Linked DNA regions of Rattus norvegicus: region 2 is linked to region 1. Evidence: chromatin contacts called from public Hi-C data. All regions are on one chromosome and are shown on one strand. Each heading gives the region's core, a stretch centred on a gene start, on an enhancer-like site or on the middle of the called end of the contact. The rest is flanking DNA. Distances are from core to core; before and after follow the strand shown. Region 1 holds the start of Stpg4 (sperm-tail PG-rich repeat containing 4). Region 2 overlaps Ttc7a (tetratricopeptide repeat domain 7A).

Region 1 (5,666 bases), core at 2,683-5,182:
AGGTTACTGCCTTATTGCTACATAGAGGGGTGTGTGTGTGTGTGTGTGTGTGTGTGTGTGTGTGTGTGTGTGTGTGTGTGTGTTTAGGCACTGCTAACTCTGCTCAGTCTGTGTGTGTGTGTGTGTGTGTGTGTGTGTGTGTGTGTGTGTGTGTGTGTGTGTGTGTGTGTTTAGACACTGCTAACTCTGCTCAGTCTATCCCTCAAGTGAAAACTTCGTATTAATAGGTGGCCATTTGTGAGGCCCTACCATTGAGTGGTGGTAATGTTTTAGCTAAAGTATTACCATGCTGTTAAGCCAGGTGCCCCTGTAAAATGACAGCAGGACTATTAGTAGTTTTTCCAGTTAACAGTCTGGATGTTCAGATAACACTGAGATACAGAAAACCGAGGATAAAGGGAAAGCGGTGCGTGTACAGCTGGCAGCGGTCTTGTCTTTGCTTCCTCGGGGCTGGAATTGGTGTGTGCCACCACGCCTGGCATGTTCCCTTACCCTAGTGCTGGAATCAGCCATGGAGCTCCGTCCCGAGCTTGTTTGTGCCATATTTTAGTGGTTTATGTCAGAGTACAGAAAACATGAAAGGGCTATTATCCTGGTTTAACAGGATATTGAAATAAGATACTTCTATAATCACAACTGTTCAAACCTTTGGAACTGTCTCCCAAGTCTGCCATGTTCGTAGTTTTCATGTATCAGGGCTGTAGTAGTAGTTCTTTAATGCTATCTGTAGCCTGTCTGCTCCAAGATGGTTCTGCCACTTCCAGTACGTTTTAAAGATTGCGTATGCATCCCATGAGTGCGGTGCCTGTGGAGGCCAGGAGGAGGGTCCGGTCTCCTGGAACTGAACCAAGCAGTTGGCTGCCATGTGGGTGTTGGGAACCAACTGTGGTCACCTGCAGGAGCTGCAAGTGCTCCCAGCCAGACGCAAGCCCCGCAGGTTTGGAAGACACCTCTTGTGTCTGGCTGCTGTGCTTAAGCATTTATGGTAGTAACTTTTCAATTTGAGATTCTTCATTTCAGTGAACGGCAGGTTTTAATAATTGATTTTTAAAAGTTGCCACTGTAGGTTCGTTTAAATTTGGGTAGAAAACAAAACTGGTTCTATTGGATTCTGTCGCTTAGACTAACGGCTCTAAACCTGATGTTTCTGGATACACTAAACTGTATATACATTTTACATTTTTTTTAAGTTATTTACATTTCAAATGTTATCCCTCTTCCCTGTTTCCCCTCCACAAACCCCCTAACCCACCCCCAAAGTTATTTTCAAAGAAGTATTTGGCATAAACTTGGAGTCAAAGTCTTCAGCTTTGAGAGGTGAAGATTATCCTTGGGACATAAAGTTTCTAACATTTTTGGAGGTCTGATGGGTAACAGGTATTGGGCTCTGAACATCTTAAACTATTGTTAACCAGAAAATAAATCTCAGTGGTCCTGTATACAGTGGTAGTGGTGGGTATTAGGTTTCTCTTTTCTTTCAGACTACCTCATGTATCCCAGGCCTCTTAACTCTTCGGACTCCACCTTGACGCTCCCTTTCTCCTCTCTCCCCCAGCACTCCATGCCACCCAGGTAGTGGGGTGCACCCCATGCCACACAGTGCCTCGCCACACGAGCTTGGTCCTGGCCCCGGCAATGGTTTCTTAGCTATGGTCAATTGGTTCCATGGGTAAAAGTCCTTGAAATCATTGACCTATATGTTTCTATTTTGAGGTAAACTATTTTTTTCATCTGGTTCCCTTTTCACTTGCACACCATGTGTAGGTTTCTGGACTTCTCTGTACCTTCAGAGTCCTTGGTCTCTAGGGTTTCAGTCCCTGGTCTGCTGGACCACTTTCACAGGCTCAGCCTGAATAAGAAGGTGAACTGCAGCACAGGGCGGACTCCTAACCTAACACTCGGAACTTAATGTTTGTTTTCGTCTTAGCCTCTACCTGCCATTCATTTTAAACTCGATTCCAGGACTTTTAAAAAGTAGTAAATTAAACCAAGTGTGGTGAACATCTGTAACCTTGGCCCTTGGAGACCTGGAGGCCTAGGATGCGGGGGACTGCAGAGTGCCAGCATTTAGGATAAATTGGATGAAATCCTGAGGTAATGGAGACTCAGGCTGGCCCAGGACCCATGTCAGTGGAAAGAGCAAAGCAAATCCTAAAGCTGGCCATGTTTTTCTTAGTTACTGTCCTGGGATCGGAATCAGTTTGTATTTTAACAAAAGCATGCTTCAAGAACAGCAATTAAAAATAAAGTTTATGTGTATGGTGTTTTGCCTCCGCGTATGTGTATCTGTGTACTGTGTGCGCCTGGTACCCTGGGAGGACAGGAGAGGGTTTACAGACAGTTGTGAGCCGCCATGTGAGTGCTGGCAGGTGACCCCAGGTCCTCTGCAGAGCAGCCAGAGTTCTTTAACCACTGAGCAGTCTCTCCAGCCGGGAACGAGTGTTGAAAGGCCCCACTAAGTTAAGATTGATTGATACCAAGACATAACTACTCTCATAGAAGTTCCTCTTGTGCTCCAGTTTGGTTTGGTGTTATGCAGTATACGTGTGTGTGCATGTGTATTCCAGCACTGAAGGAGAGGCCACTTTTGAAAGTCAGTTCTCGGGGGCTGGGGATTTAGCTCAGTGGTAGAGCGCTTGCCTAGCAAAGGCAAGGTCCTGGGTTCGGTCCCCAGCTCCAAAAAAAAAGAAAAAAAAAAGAAAGTCAGTTCTCTGCTCACACCACGTGGGTCCCAGGATATCAAACTCATCAGGTTTAGCAGCCCCGGGAAGTTTTTCCCCCTCCCCAAGCGCTCTCCTGGCCCTGGGAATATTTTTTCAGTTTCTGTGTCTGAGTGTTTTGCCTGTGGGTATGTATATGGCCCCCTGTGTGTGCCTTGTGCCTGCAGGGGTCAGGGGGCATTGGAGCTCCTGGAACTTGAGTCACAGGATTGTGAGCTACCACGTGGGCGTTGGGAACCCAACCCTGGTCCTCCGTAAAAGCAGTAAAAGCAGCTGGTGCTCCCGGCTCTGAAGCCTTTTCTCTGGACTTAGATGTTTTGGGGAACAAAGAAGAAACGATGGAGTCTACTCACTCTTGAAAGTTGGTGGTGAGAAACCAAAACTTCAGGATGCTGAGGGCAGTGACTGGTGCTTTGGGACCGGCAGAGCTGGATCTGAATTCCTGGGCTTCTGTGTGTGGTGGTGTCATTGTCTTAGGAAGCTGTTCTCATTCTTCAAATGGAACCAATTCATGCCTGCTTTGCAGTGCTGCCTTGAGGGTGCCTGAGGTGTGCTGTACCCTAGCTACACTGTAAATGGGGATTAAGGTTGAAAAACCGTTTTCAAAACTTTCTGGGGCTGGAGAGATGGCTCTGAGGTTAAGACACTCACTGCTCTTCCAGAGTTCAATTCCCAGCAACCTCGTGGTGGCTCACAACCATCTGTAATGGGATCCTACACCCTCTTCTGGTGTGTCTGAAGACAGCGACAGTACTCATACACATACAAAAATAAATCTTCAAAAAAATTATTTACAAAAAATCTTTCTGGCTTAAGAAGCTACAGCCAAGAGAAAGGCCCAGTGTGCTAAGGGCCTTGGATGAGAAAAGATGGGTGGTCTGCTGTCATAGCTAAGGCGCTAGCCTAGTGTTCAGGATTGCCCGATTCCAACCCGAAGCGGGGTGTTATGGCAGAACAGGATCTTTGTGTGGTTGATGGTGATTTGTGAGGGAATGGTGGAGTCTGTGGCGTGCCATCAGGGATGGGTAAGCCTGTCTATACACTCCCAAGAACGGGGGAAACTTCACAGTCCCCTGTATTTTGTAACTCACGCACGTGACCATCTCAATGTCCACGGAGTCAGCCTTGCTGGAGCCAGCACTGTGCCTCGCTTCCCTGTCCCCATCACTGGAGGTGGCCTTCAGAACGCTGCGCCGGGTTTTCTCACGCGCAGGCTCGGAATCGGCGGGTGGCCGCGGTTCCTAGCAACCGCCTGGCCTGCCAGCACCGGCTTGCAGAAAGTCCAGGGCGCCATGGCTGAGCCAACCGTTGTCTTAACCTCCACCACAGTACCAAGAGAAGACCTGGGACGTAGGGAGTCGCTCCTAACGACTTCGGTAGGGTAGCCTGTCCCTGGTGGCCCCGCAGCCTCGGCTCAAGGAGCCAGTGCCTTTCCTGCTTCTCTACTTTGGGCCTTCCTGCTGGAGGGAGGTCTTATCGAGCCTGTAGCTCTCAGATTCTTTGTTTTATTTGATTGTGATTTGAATTTCTTTTTCCTGCCACTTCCCTTCCCTCCTCTCTCCACCTCCATTCCACTTCCCGCTACGATTACTATCGGCAGTAGAGCGGTTAGATTTCCATCCTTTCGCTTGCTTCTGTTAAAGAATGAACAGTTTGCAGTTCTATCAGACATGCTGTCTGCCCTGCCTCCTACTTTAGTACTTTAAAAAATAAAATGGGATGAGGGATATTTGGCCTATCATTTATCTTCTCCTTTAAAGCGAATCTAAAATGATAGATGGCTGGATTATAAATCACTTGTCTGGGTCAAATGGAGAGCTCCTTTGCTCTGGACTGGTCCTGCTACCATCCCCAATCCTCTCTCCCTCCCTTCTCTGCTTTGGAGCCGGAGGTGGGAAACCTGTTTTGACCTGCCTGAGAATATTTTCTTTCTGACTGCAAAATGGGGAACTAAAAAAATCAACAGGAATCTAATAAAAGAATGTGCTGAGTGGGAAGCGGTTGGTTTGGATGTATAGCATGGTATATGAAACTATGGAAATTCTGCTGTTCAGAGCAATGTACACAGTTCACACTATAGAACACGTGGACAGATGACAGAGTGAGTTGCATCTGCCATTTTTACCAATTATTCTTCTGGGTATTCTTGCTTGAGACCCCCTATTTCATATTATAAATCGGACATAGAGTTTGATGTTTTTGTGATCTGTAATAGCACAAAAAAGGAGAAGCGAAGCCTCCAAGTTCTGTGGACAGCAGGACTGGAGCAAACACAGACTCATCACAAGTTTATATTGAGTGCTTACTGCAGAGACAAGAAACCCACTGGAAACTGAGGCGCACCCAAGACATCTGCTTCTTCACTTGACAGATGAGATGCTAAAACTAAAGCCTACCGTGGCCTAGTAAATGTGACTGTGGGTGTGTCCCGCCACTCTCTCCAGACAGGGTCATATATGGCTCTCTGTCTGGCCTGGAACTTAACGTGTAGACCAGGCTGGCCTAAAACTCACAGAGATCCACCTGCCTGTCTCCCCGATTAAAGGTGTGTACCGCCACACCTCTGTGTCCAACTAGTGCTTATTTTTACAGTTCTGAGAGAGAGAGAGAGAGAGAGAGAGAGAGAGAGAGAGAGCGAGCTTAATGCAGAACGGTTGGTGAGCAACTTTTCCAGTGCATTCAGTCACCATGCAAAGGAGTTATGGCTTAACACTACCTAATGTTCTTACAACATCGCTGTGAGATCCTTTAGTGTCACCAAAGGGGTTTTAGATACTTAAAGCCTCTTAATATCTTAACAATGTAAGGAAATAGCATGCGTGAAACATGTAGCTTTCATTTTAATAACGATAGCTATTTGGTTTGGTGCAGGCAATTTAGTTTTCCTCAGGTAAATAATTTCCAGAGCTCACCTTCTAAACACACAAGCTGATTTTGTGTTTGCTC
Region 2 (5,640 bases), core at 1,466-3,965, 53 kb after region 1:
AGACCATTCAACCAAGGACTGAATATCCTCCCCTTGGCCTGTGGCTGTGGCTAGAAGGCACTGGCTCTCTGGGGACACGAGGAGACAAGCAGGGTAAGTCAGTACAAAGGAGCCCATCTCCAAGGGCTTTCTCCTTCCAAGGAAACTGTGGTTGGCCATGGGGCAGCTCTCAACCCTCCTGACACATTCTAATACAAGAGCAAGGTAGACCAGAAGGAGCTTCCACCCAGAGAGAGGGGAGACAGAAAGGCACTCTCTGCTAGGTGTGGGGGATGGCTTCCTGAGGGAGTTTCAAAACTAGAGTGCATGGCTGATGAGTCAGGAAGGGACATCTGCCCAGCGATGTGACAGAGCACAGGGCAAAGAAAGGCGAGGCAGTCAGGTCCCTCTTTCGTTTCTACCCAAGCATGGCCTCCATGGGAATCTGAGCAGGGAGCATGAAAGGCCAAGCGGGTGCTTTGGGTCACTCAGCAAAGTCTAAGGTGAAGACTGGGCAGTGGAAGATGAGGTGAACTGGGCTGGTGTCACTCACCCAAGTGGGCGGGGCCTGCACTGTAGGGAAAGCCTTGAAGGACTGTGCACTCAAGGTACTAGAAATGGCTAGGTCAGAGCCCTGTTTAATATTCCAAGGCCTGTCCCAGAGGCCCCTGGCAAGGGGCCCTCGGAGTTTACTGGCTGGGGCGTGTCTCTAGGGAGATGACCATGAACGTGTTTAGAGACCTGGCCTGACAAAATTCCCAAAGGCACTTGGTGGTGGTACATAGAACACACGTGTAGCCCCCACAAAGGAAACACCAGACAATCAACAGCGCTGATTCAGTCTGACAGGGCCCAGGAGACCACTGTCCTCCCTGTCTGAGACCTTAAGCTGTGGCTGTCCTCGGCAAGGCTGCAAGTTTGCACTGCCGGGAGACTGGTTGGGGGAATGTATCCGGGGTTCTCCAGCATGCCTGCTCACAGCTCTGTGAGGTCACTTAGATTCAAGCCAGTTTGTCTCCCAAGGCACAAAGAAAGGCATCCAGGAAAAGTCTGGCCAGCCGGAGGACGGCTGGCAAGCAAGTTCATCTCTATGGTACACAAACTCAAGACTGGTTCACTCCAAAGCAGGACGTCCAGGGGCTCAGGAGGCTGAGGACGGGTCTGGGCTCTAAGACACACCTTTTATCCGAAAGGAGCTCGGCAAAGTCAGCCTCTGGGGAGCAAGGCATTTGCTTTGGATGCAAATCTTGTCCACCCAGTTTCAGACAGGAGCTCAGGCCCATGTGGGCCTGCAGGGTGTGGAGTGTGGGGGAGAAGTGGCATGGGAGCCCGTGGAAGTGTTCACTAGTCATCTATTCCCTGAGGCCCCCACATCCGGATGGTGCCCTTCCCTGCCCCCCTGCCTGCGGACAGCCTGCAGCTGCTGCAGATGCTCACAGCTCTCTGGCGATGATGGAGAAGGGGAGCACAGGGCTGCTGGCCTCCAGCTCCAGCGCGGTGAGGAAGCAGTCAGCAGCAGCTTCATTGTGGCCTTGGTCCTGCAGCACCTCACCCAGGCCCTGCCATGCTTCGTGGTGGGTGCTCTGCCTTTCCACGGCATCCCGCAGCACCTTCTGGGCCAGGCTCTTGTGGCCCAGCCGACTCAAAATCAGCCCCTGGAGATGAAGCACAGGACCAGGTTAACTGGGCCACCCAGGCAGGGGGAGCTCAGTAACCAGGGCAGAGAAGTAATGTTTTGCTTCTGGACATCAGCCAGAGAGGCCCACAGACAAATGACCTTGGCCTTTACTCATGCAAAACCTATCTGTCCCTGCCCAAGCCCCACCTTAACCCTGTTACCGATAGGTTCCTCTTATCTTTCAAAGATGGGCCTTCAGGTCTAGACCTGATTCTGAGTGGCCCCCTGGGGGGAATTCTGAGCCTTTCATTCGCTCTTCTACAAATGGGGAAAAAAAAATATGTTTTATCAGGGCACGGCCTTCTAAGACCCGTGGCAGAAATGACTCAGTGGATGCAAAGCTGTCCAAGACAGCACCAGCTGGGAGCATGCAGCCCGCAGCGTGGGGCTGCCCCTCATCTCGGTGACAAAGAGGGGAAGAGTCTCTGCCTGCCTCGGCAGCCTGCCCTGGCAGGTGACAGGCACAGGAAGGAGAGGGTCAGGGTGTAGAGTAGTTGCTGAGAGAACGAGCTAGAAGGGGTTCAGGGATCAAAGACCCTAGATGCCTCAGGACAGGAGACAGGAGTACAGCTTGGTGGTTTAGCAGCTCAAAGGACAGTTGCAAAGAGTTGCAAGAGAACTAGAGGGAGTGCCAGGAATTCTCACAGCGGGGATGGGAAGTGAAACCGGCAGCCTTGAGCTTCCCCTTCCTCCACACTGGGGACAAGGGACAGGGTCCGGGCATGGGGAAGGCTTCAGGTTCCAGAAAGGCTGCTTTGTACCTCCCACTGACCTGTCACTTCGAAGGCACCCCAAGGTGCTGAGAAGTGAGCACTTCTCTTGTTCCGAAGAGTGGAGGTAAATCTCCAACTCCTTCCGACTTCCTGGGTAGGCAGGGGACCAGGATGGGGGGCAGGGAGCTGCCTTTGTGCTTGAAGCCCCCTCTTTGCAGCCCGCCCACTGACGGCCACGGACATTTTTAGCTGGGTTATTTTCCTCCTCCCCAAGCTCCCTGGAGTTAGGCCCTTGGTTGCTATGGAGACGCACCAGGAAAGATGTACACGGCTGACTTCAGAAGCCCTAAGAGAGCTTGGAACATGACCAATTAGGCAAGAAGGATGGTCCAGCGGAAGACTGGGAAAGGCTCCGTCTCCAGAGGTGCTGGCTGGAGGTCCTGGGGCCAGAAGCAGGGAGGCAAGACTGACTCCCAGCGTGGCGCCCTCCTACAACCCTAAGCTGGGGAACAGCAGGTGGGGGCAGGGAGTAGCAGTGTCACACGGGGTTTTGACCAGATGCACACAGCAGTGCTGACTCAGGGTTACCAGAACCAGGGGCAGGCAGTGTGTGTCTGGTCAGCAGTGCCCAGGCCACACAGTTCTGCCCACATGGCCAGGACAGGACCTTAAGTAGCTCACAATGGAATGGGGCCCGCAGGCTGGAGGCAAGGAAGTTTCTAGCTGATGGCTGCCAGAACCAAGATGAAATACCAAAAAAGGGAGCCCTGAAGCCTAGGAATGCCACTCACAGGGAGCAACTGAGGCTAGACCTGGCCAGCAGGCCTGGCGGAGGGGGTGGGTCTGCTCACTTCTTTCTCTGAGCTTCCTCTCTGGTTCTTCCTCCCACAGGAAGCTTTATTGGCAAGAAGAGTCCAAATCCTCTGTTCTCCAGCTGGGTCTAGTGATGCAAACCCATCAACCCAGCCTCTGGGGAGGCCGAGGCAGGGGGATGGCAAGTTGAAGGCCTGTCTAGGCTAGCCTGGGGAACTTAGTGCAACCACATCAAAATAGAGAGAGCAGGGGGTAGCTCAATGGTATGTTGTCACTTGCCTAGCGAGTGGGAGGCCTTACATTCAATCCCAGGATGACAGAGAAGGTGTGGGCGTTTGGGGCGCAGTCGGATGTGTCTGCTGGCTGAATGGGTGTCTCAGTAGAGGACAAAAGGCCAGGGCTAAGCAGCCAGAAGGCCTAGCTGGGACCCTAGCAAATGGCCACTGGTCTCTGAGCTGTGATATTCTCATTGGTAAACTGAGGGGTGGTGGTGGTAGGAGAGTCCTTCCTCACAGGGCTGCTGTGAATTCTGGAAGGATGGATCTGGAGAAGGCACAGCCTGACACACAGCAGGCAGCTTGCAACCTCTCTAGGAGGAGCACAGACAGGGGTGGGGCAGGGAGAGGCCAGCACTGGCCACTTCCTTAGAGGGAGGGAGATGGCAGGGTCCTCTGTTAGGAAGGGCTGTGCAGTGGGGCTGGCTTCATGTCCCCCTGCCCCAACATGCTGACCTTAGAACCTGAAAGAAGACACCGGGCCAGGCTGGGGTCAGGCTAAGGCCTGGAGGCCCAGGGCCTGTAACCGGATCTGTGGCCACCTGCCCCTGACACCAGCAGCACTTGTGTTTGGTAGCAACCCAGTGCTGTTTGCTGCCTGACAACTGGGTGGGACCCAAGTACAGGAAGATGCAAGGTGTCCCCTGCTGTCCCCAGCCTGGCGCTGTCCCCAGGGTCCATCAGCACCCTCCTGACTCTACTATAAGAACAGGTCTCCAGGGAGATGGCGAGAACACAGAACTGGTGTCTCAGTTCCAGCCACACATCCCTACGGAGTGCCCCCCACCCCCGCCTGTCCCTCATCTGCTGGGAGGGATCTAGTCCTGTGAAGAGGCCCATAGCTTCTGACCCTTCACTGTGGTGCCAGGACTGGACTGCCCATTCACAGGGATTTGGTAGCCATGCAAAAGTTATCTGTGACCATGGAAGACTAGTTGCAAGGCTCACTTGGGCTGGAAACAGCCATCACCAGGGCTTCTGGAAAGGACAGTACAATGTTCAAAGTCTCCAGAAGTCCCTCTTTCCTCAGCTCTCAGAGGGGCTTCGGCCCCGACTGATCTCTCAGGGCTCTGCTCTCCCAGGAAGCCCTTCCTGAGTTCAGCAAACCTCAAGACATCCCACCTCCACATCATATTTGGTCACTGTGGGGCTCTTGTGTACCTTACCTGACCTGTGCTCCATACGTGTGTGTGTGTGTGTGTGTGCCTGTGTCTGTGTCTCTATGTGTGTGTGTCTCTGTGTGTGAGTCTGTGTGTGTCTGTGTCTCTATGTGTGTGTCTCTGTGTGTGTGTCTGTGTTGTGTGTCTGTGTCTATGTGTGTGTGTCTCTGTGTGAGTCTGTGTGTGTGTCTGGGTGTGTGTGTATCTGTGTGTTGAGTCTGTGTGTGTGTGTCTGTGTCTCTATGTGTGTGTGTCTCTGTGTGTGGGTCTGTGTGTGTATCTGTGTGTCTATGTGTGTGTGTCTCTGTGTGTGAGTCTGTGTGTGTCTGTGTCTCTGTGTGTGTGTCTCTGTGTGAGTGTGTGTGTGTGAGTCTGTGTGTGTGTGTCTGTGTCTCTATGTGTGTGTCTGTGTGTGTGTATCTATGTGTGAGTCTGTGTCTCTATGTGTGTGTGTCTCTGTGTGTGTATCTGTGTGTGTGCGTATGAGAGGGAGGAGGGGGAGAGAGAGAGAGAGAGAGAGAGAGAGAGAGAGAGAGAGAGAGAGAGAGAGAGAGAGATTGATTTCCTTGCCAGTCTTTCTGCTCTAAGCAGGGCAGCAGCTCTCAACAGAAGCCAAGTGGGAGGGACCCCTGGCTCTGCCTTAAGGGCTTCCTGGGCTGACTGTTGCCTCAGGGAGCTCAGGAGGCCTACAAGGGCCCCAAAGCAGGTGGTCTGAGGGGCCTGTGGTTGCTGAGGTCTGGAGACTGAGGGTACAGGGCATTTCCTGTTAGGAGTTGTTTGTTGAGCTACAGGGTAGAACTGCCTGTAGCTAGGTATAGAGAGGAAGGAAGGGCCTTGCTGCCGGTTCTTATACTTAGCACCATCTCACCATCTCACTAGGCGTTCACTGACTGCAGAGGCACAGTGGGAAGGCCACATGGGTGTGTGGGGTTTTAGGGAGCCCACCCTGGGAAGTGGTACTTAGAGCCTCACCAGCTGTGGGCCAAGCTGAGTGCTCCTCCCACCCTTGCCCTAAGTATTTA

Evidence for each region. Hi-C and Micro-C count contacts between places; a contact is called where the count stands out from the background.
Region 2: a contact with region 1 is called in a Hi-C map of frontal cortex, with 2.2 times the contacts expected there. The contact joins the enhancer-like site here to the promoter of Stpg4 in region 1. A contact is called at or near these places in 2 of 12 Hi-C or Micro-C datasets (frontal cortex and prefrontal cortex).

What each region holds. Positions count from the first base shown.
Region 1 is chr6:12,858,481-12,864,146 of GRCr8, forward strand. Stpg4 (sperm-tail PG-rich repeat containing 4) reads left to right here and starts at 3,933. Exons shown (of 7, transcript NM_001163562.1): 1 at 3,933-4,096. The coding sequence starts at 4,013.
Region 2 is chr6:12,913,071-12,918,710 of GRCr8, forward strand. Ttc7a (tetratricopeptide repeat domain 7A) reads right to left here. Exons shown (of 20, transcript NM_001100756.1): 20 at 1-1,634. The coding sequence ends at 1,413. Among named protein-coding and RNA genes, the nearest start is that of Mir3558, 20 kb to the right of the region's middle. Within about 2 kb of position 2,716, at least 53 of the 93 cell types and tissues checked have an H3K27ac peak or open chromatin away from gene starts, as enhancers often do.